Regions from separate parts of the Sus scrofa genome. Here region 1 is linked to region 2. The links are chromatin contacts, called in public HiChIP or PLAC-seq maps. All regions are on one chromosome and are shown on one strand. Each heading gives the region's core, a stretch centred on a gene start, on an enhancer-like site or on the middle of the called end of the contact. The rest is flanking DNA. Distances are from core to core; before and after follow the strand shown. Region 1 overlaps LOC110261122 (ankyrin repeat domain-containing protein 34A-like). Region 2 has its middle 16 kb from the start of WASF2.

Region 1 (3,017 bases), core at 224-2,723, 84 kb after region 2:
CCATCTCAGTCACCTTGTCTCCCTCCTTGGAGCTCCCTCTCTCCAAGTCTCTGTCTCTCCGTTTCTCTCTTCCCAGGCGCTTCCATTTTTCTGACTCCGCTCTCTGCCAGCACCTCTGTCTGTCCGTCTCTCCCTGTCCTGGTCCATCTGTCCGTCTCTCTCCGTCTGCCTGTGCGTGGGTGTCTCTGTCCATCTGCTCCGCCACCCATCTGTCTGGTTGTCTGTGCTAGTCCTTCTAAGGGTGCCCACTCGCTCACAAGGCGCCCTCCCCCAGGTCAGCAAAAGCCTTTCCTGGTTCAGAGGGTGGGAAGAGGGGGCAGAGCTGCAGCTTCTGGAAGCTTCGGTAGCAGCTGGGCTGAGCTGGGAGTTCGGGGGGCCAGCCAGCTGCAGAAGCGGCCCCTCCCCTGGGCTCCCAAGCCAAGGACCCCAGAGCAGAAAGAGGAGAGAAAGCAGGGCCTCCCTGCAGCTCAGTCTGTGTACACGTGCAGAAGGGGGAGGGAGGCAGGGGCCCCCACTTTGCCCTCACTTCACCATTCCCCCCAAAGCCAGGCCCTGTGGGAGAGGGAGCTTTAGTGCCCACCTTCCCCATCCCCTAGTGGAAGAAAGAGATGCTAAGGATCCAGGAGGGACGGGCCAAGTGGGGGGGCAGTGCCAGGCCTCGCTCTAGGGAGGGGCTAGAGATGGCTTCCTGTGAGCCGGCTGGGAGGGGGCCCCTCCCTCCTCCCTTCCAGGCAGCCTCTGGGGATCCCTCCAGTTCTGGTCCCAGCTCCAGACATGAGGGGCCGCACAGGCAGTCCTCACCAGCTCCCACAGGGATCACTCCCCTCCCAGCTGCCCCAGAGCATCTGACCCACAGGGATATAGGGGGGTCACACGAGTGTCTGCCTACTCCCCAAATGGAGGCTGGCTCTGGACATGTGGAAATCACAGCCCTGTCCAGGCACTGGCCATCCTGGGAGGCCCCAGTCAGTCCACCTGCCACAGCCAGACCAGCAGCACGCGCGCGCACACACACACACACACACACACACACACACACACACACACTGCATCCCAGCACTCACGGCCCATGACCCCCACTCCCTGGTCCAGTAACTCCCAGAGGGCTCAAGGGGAAGGGAACCCCGAAAGACCTGCCACCCTACCCTGACTGGCGGGAGCCTCCAAAGGGGCGGCGTGGCTTGAGGAGGTGCCCCTCGACACCTCCCTGGAGGCTCTGCTTCCCCCATGCCCCTCTGAGAGTAGCTCCCAAACCCCGCAGTAGATGGGAAACTGAGGAAGGGAGGGGATGACACAGCCATTCCTCCTGAGACCCCAGGGTGGGATCATAAACCAGGAATAGGGAAAGGAAGGGACGCCGCGGGGGCAGAACTGGCTCCTTCCTGACCTGCCACGGGCAAAGTCCACCACTGGCTGCACCCTCCCCACAGCCCTGCTGCTGGGCCGGGGCCAGGGTCTGGCTCCCTCCCTCTAGAGCTCTCCTTGCCCCTTGCTGGGCCCCCTCCCTCTCCGCACTTCTGAGCAGCCCTCCCTGCCCTCTCCCTCCCAGCTCTGGCTCTCTCATCCTCAGCTCTTGGAAGCCTGACTCACTGTTTCCCCTCCTCTCTCCCCTCCCTCCCTCTCTCTCCGGCAGCAGCAGCGCCTCCCCCTCCCCTGGGGGGGCTCTGGCCACAAGGGTGCCCGCCCGCTCCTCTCCCCAGGCTCCGGCCCCCCTCTGCACCCAGGAGGCCCCCTGTAGCTGTTCCAAGTCTCCAACTACAGAGAGAGGTGGAGGGAAAGAGCTAGGTCCCAGGCCTGGCTCTGCCAAGGGTCTGACGGGGGCAAGCGGCCCCCCTCTCTAGACTGGGTTTCCTCCTGCCCAACAAGGTGGGGGGGCGGGAATCCAACTGGATGACGCCCCTGGTGTGTCTAAGGTTCTTCATGTTCCCTGCTTATAAAACCCTGGTGCCTCCTGGCACAGAGCGCCCACAACCTGTGAGGCGCCGTACCTGCCTCAGGCCCCGCCCCCGGTCCAAAGAAGAGCTGGGCTCTGTGCCCAGAGGTTCAGAGAAGGCAGTGGGGAGACGCTGCCCCGGGGCAGGAGCACTGGTCAAGTGACCCCTGGAATCCCCCGGTCTCCCAGGTCTCCCTCCTCCCGAGTCCTTCCCTCTCCCCCACCTGTCCTCCTCCCTCCTCCCAGAGACACTGGCTTGTCTCTCCTCCAAATACAATCCGAGCCGGCATCTCACCCTGGGTGAGAGGTGCTCCGTACCCACTCATTTCAGGCTCTTGGGGTGGGAGTGGCATGTGCCTAGCCCTTCTTGGTCCCCTGGTCGCCATCTCCAGGGGCTGCGATTCTGGCTCTTCTCCTTGACTGTTTTCTCGCTCACCCCCTCATCACTGGCTTCTGTCACCATCTTTCCTCTCTCCATGTCCCGTGAGGCAGTCTCTGTCTCTCTCCTCCCCACCTCCCTGGGGGGCCCATCTGCTGACATTAGCAACAATGTTACCCTTGCCTCCCCCTACAGTTCCCAGCTCCACCCCATCCTGGCTCCCCATCCTGGCTTCCCCTCCCCGGCTCTGTCCCAAAAGACCCAGGGGACCCAGAGACAGAGCTGGGCTCCATCCCATGACAGTGAGTCTGCTTGACCTCACTAATCAGACTAGAAGTGCCTGGGCATCTGGTACCACGGTACCCCTGGTCTTGGGTGGCTGACATGAGACAGAGCTCGGTATTCCACAAACCAAATTTAAAAGAAAAGGGGGTGGGTGGGACAGAGAGGAAAAGTGAGGGGGATCGAATCTGCCTGGAGGAAGCCCCTATCCAATGGGGAACAGAGGCAAGAGGAGGTAGTGGCTTGAGCCAGTGTTCCAGGCGGGTCTGAAACCAGCCAATGTCCCTCTGGGGCTCCACTGGTCCAGAGAAGCCCCCCCACCCCGCGGCCCCCCACTTCAAAAAAAAGTCTTCAGCCAGGGGCAGTTTGTCCCTCAAGCCTCCAGCACAGCCACACCAAGCAGGTGGCGATCCCATCCCTTAA
Region 2 (2,823 bases), core at 322-2,821:
AGCTCAGTGGGTCTGGGATCCAGAATTGCCATGACCTGTGGTATAGGTCACAGATGCGACCTCCATCCTGAGTTGCTGTGGCTGTGGCATAGGCCAGCGGCTGCAGCTCTGATTTGACCCCTAGCCGGGGAATTCCCCCATGGGTGCAGCCCTAAAAAACAAAAACAAAACAAAACAGAAAAGATGCAGGCCATTATGATCCTGAACATTTTCTGTACCCAGGAGCCCCCTCATGTCCCTTCCAACAATGGCTGTCTTTTTTTACCCTTATAGTCTCAGCACCCAGCACAGAGCTTGGCATTTTTTTTCCTTTTTAGGGCTGCACCTTCGACATATGGAAGTTCCCAGGCTAGGATGCCACTGCAGGCCTACACCACAGCCATAGCAACACCAGATCTGAGCCACATCTGTGCCCCACACCACAGCTTGAAGCAATGCTGAATCCTTAACCTACTGAGCGAGGCCGGGGATCGAACCCATATCCTCATGGATACTGGTCAGTTCTTAACCTGATAAGCCACAACGAGAACTCCAAGCTTAGCATTCTTAAATGCTAAAAACAAACAAACAAACAAAAACGCAAACTTTGTTCAATGAATGAATCTCAGCTCTCACTCCAGCTCAGTGTGTCCTTGAAGAGGTCCCTCTGCTTTCTGGGTCTCAGTTTGCTTGTTTATAACACGGGGAGGGGTAGGATGGAGGGAGGTTGGAGAATCACTTTAGGGCTTTTCCAGATATGGCATCTGGACAGAATTAAACCCCCAGGTTCCGGCAATACATTGTCAGATGGAATTCCCTGGTCTCAGTGGGTTAAGAATCCAGTGTTGTCTCTGCTGTGGCCTGGGTCATTGCAGTGGCATGGGTTTAATCCCTGGCCTGGGAACTTCCACATGCCATGGGTGAAACAAAACAAAACAAAACAAAACAAAACAAAAATATATATATATATATATATATATATATTGTCAGGAATTATTTTGGTTTCCTGCTTAAAAATATGGACCTGGGGGATTAGAAATTTGATCCGCGTAGGGCATCAAGAGCCTGGTCAGAAGACCTGGGTTTGAGTCCTGGCCTGGACTCTGGGTGACCCTGGGCAAGTCCCTTTCCTCCCGGGCCTTCTGGGTTTCTTCACTTAAAATGAGGTTGGCTTCAAAAGCCAGTGATGCTGGCTCCAGGCCTCTGAGCACCAAGTTTCATTTCCTGGAGCACCGGCAGCTCTGGCTCTGGCCTCCTCCCTGCCAGGCACTGTGGGGGGAGAGGAAAGCACAGGATGTGAGAACCGCTCTAGCAAAGGGAACTCACAGTCTGGCCAGGGGGACCCAATGTTCAGCCAGGAACCAAATGGAAAATGGCCTGATGGTCCAAGTGATTCTCTACGTGTGGGGCTGAAGGGAGAGCTAGAATGTTCCAAGTAGGGGCAGGAGACCTGGAGGTGGGGGTGGGGGGAAGACAGAGATGGCTTCCTGGGGAGAAGCCTCTGGAAATTGGCAGGGCAGCCCAGGGGCGCTTCCCAGAGATGGGCGGAGGCAGGAAGGAGGAAATTGGGTCCAGGTGACCACAGAGCAGCAACTTGGCCAGGGAGTAGGAAAGGCGGGAGCTTGGGCAGCCGCCCCACAGCTGAGCCTTGAGGAGGAAGGGGGGCTGCTGCTGCTTCGGCCTTGGCCCCAGGAAAGCGCCACCTTCTCAGGCCACAGGCCAGGAAGGAGGATGTTGTTGTGAGCTCAGGCTAGAAGGGGCCTCTCTCTGAGCAGCTCCCCGGGGCCCTACCCAGCTATCCTGGGGCTGCAGGACAGAGGGTAAGAGGCAGAGTCAAGCTCCAGTCCCCCAGTTCCTTCCAGAGGGCCCTCCCTTCAGCTTGGATCACATTTCTGCCTCTTCCTGGCTTTACAAGCAGGGGGCACTCAGAGCATCTTGATCAAATCCCATTCCTCAGATGGATGACTGAGGCAGAGGGCTTGGTAGCCAAGTGATGGAACCGAGTTATAATTATACTAGTGGTAAAAGACAGCAGAACGTAGAGTTAAGAGCTTAACTCCCTTGGAGTTCCCGTCTTGGCACAGTGGAAACGAATCCAAGACTAGGAACCATGAGGTTCCGGGCTCGATCCCTGGCCTCACTCAGTGGGTTAAGGATCCGGTGTTGCTGTGCGCTGTGGTGTAGGTTGCAGACGTGGCTCGGCTGTGGCTGTGGTGTAGGCTGGTGGCTACAGCTCAGATTAGACCCCTAGCCTGGGAACCTCCATATGCTGCAGGGGCGGCCCTAAAAAGACGAAAGACAAAAAAAAAAAAAAAAAAAAAAAAAAAAGAGCTTAACTCCCAAGGTTCGACGCCCACCCATGTCATTTCTAAGCTTAGGCAAATTTCTTAACCCTCCCATGCCTCAGTTTCCTCATCTGTAAAGTGGGATGATGAAATACTACTTATGCAGTTGTTGTGAGGATTAAATGTGGCAATAGATATAAAAGCAATTAGATATAAAGTACTGCCACCACACAGGCAGGAAAATAAACAGGCTTTGGAGTCATTCCTCTACCCTGAGCTTTAGTTTCCTTATCTCCATTTTTTTTTTCTTTTTTTAGGGCCACATCCGAGGCATATGGAGGTTCCCAGCCTAGGAGGTTGAATCAGAGCTGCAGCTGCCGGCCTACATCACAGCTCATGGCAATGTCAGATCCTTAACCCACTGAGCAAGGCCAGGGATCACACCCCAGTCTCCATTGATACTACTCTGGTTTGTTACTGCTGAGCAACAAATGCAACGCCTCTTTTTTTTTTTGTCTTTTCTAGGGCCGAACTTGCGGCATATGGAGGTTCCCAGGCT

The links. HiChIP or PLAC-seq counts read pairs in DNA pulled down with a chosen protein or histone mark.
Region 1: a contact with region 2 is called in an H3K27ac HiChIP or PLAC-seq map of skeletal muscle, with 3 times the contacts expected there. The contact joins two enhancer-like sites. A contact is called at or near these places in 4 of 47 Hi-C or Micro-C datasets (embryonic fibroblasts, fetal heart ventricle, fetal skeletal muscle and 1 more) and 1 of 2 datasets of contacts at active chromatin or transcription factors (skeletal muscle).

What each region holds. Positions count from the first base shown.
Region 1 is chr6:84,795,943-84,798,959 of Sscrofa11.1, forward strand. The region is part of intron 2 of LOC110261122 (ankyrin repeat domain-containing protein 34A-like); the gene reads right to left. Among named protein-coding and RNA genes, the nearest start is that of AHDC1, 23 kb to the left of the region's middle. Within about 2 kb of position 1,474, at least 29 of the 83 cell types and tissues checked have an H3K27ac peak or open chromatin away from gene starts, as enhancers often do. A contact at or near this core is called in omental adipose tissue and skeletal muscle, where this site is marked.
Region 2 is chr6:84,712,215-84,715,037 of Sscrofa11.1, forward strand. No RefSeq gene overlaps it. Among named protein-coding and RNA genes, the nearest start is that of WASF2, 16 kb to the left of the region's middle. Within about 2 kb of position 1,572, at least 16 of the 83 cell types and tissues checked have an H3K27ac peak or open chromatin away from gene starts, as enhancers often do. A contact at or near this core is called in omental adipose tissue and skeletal muscle, where this site is marked.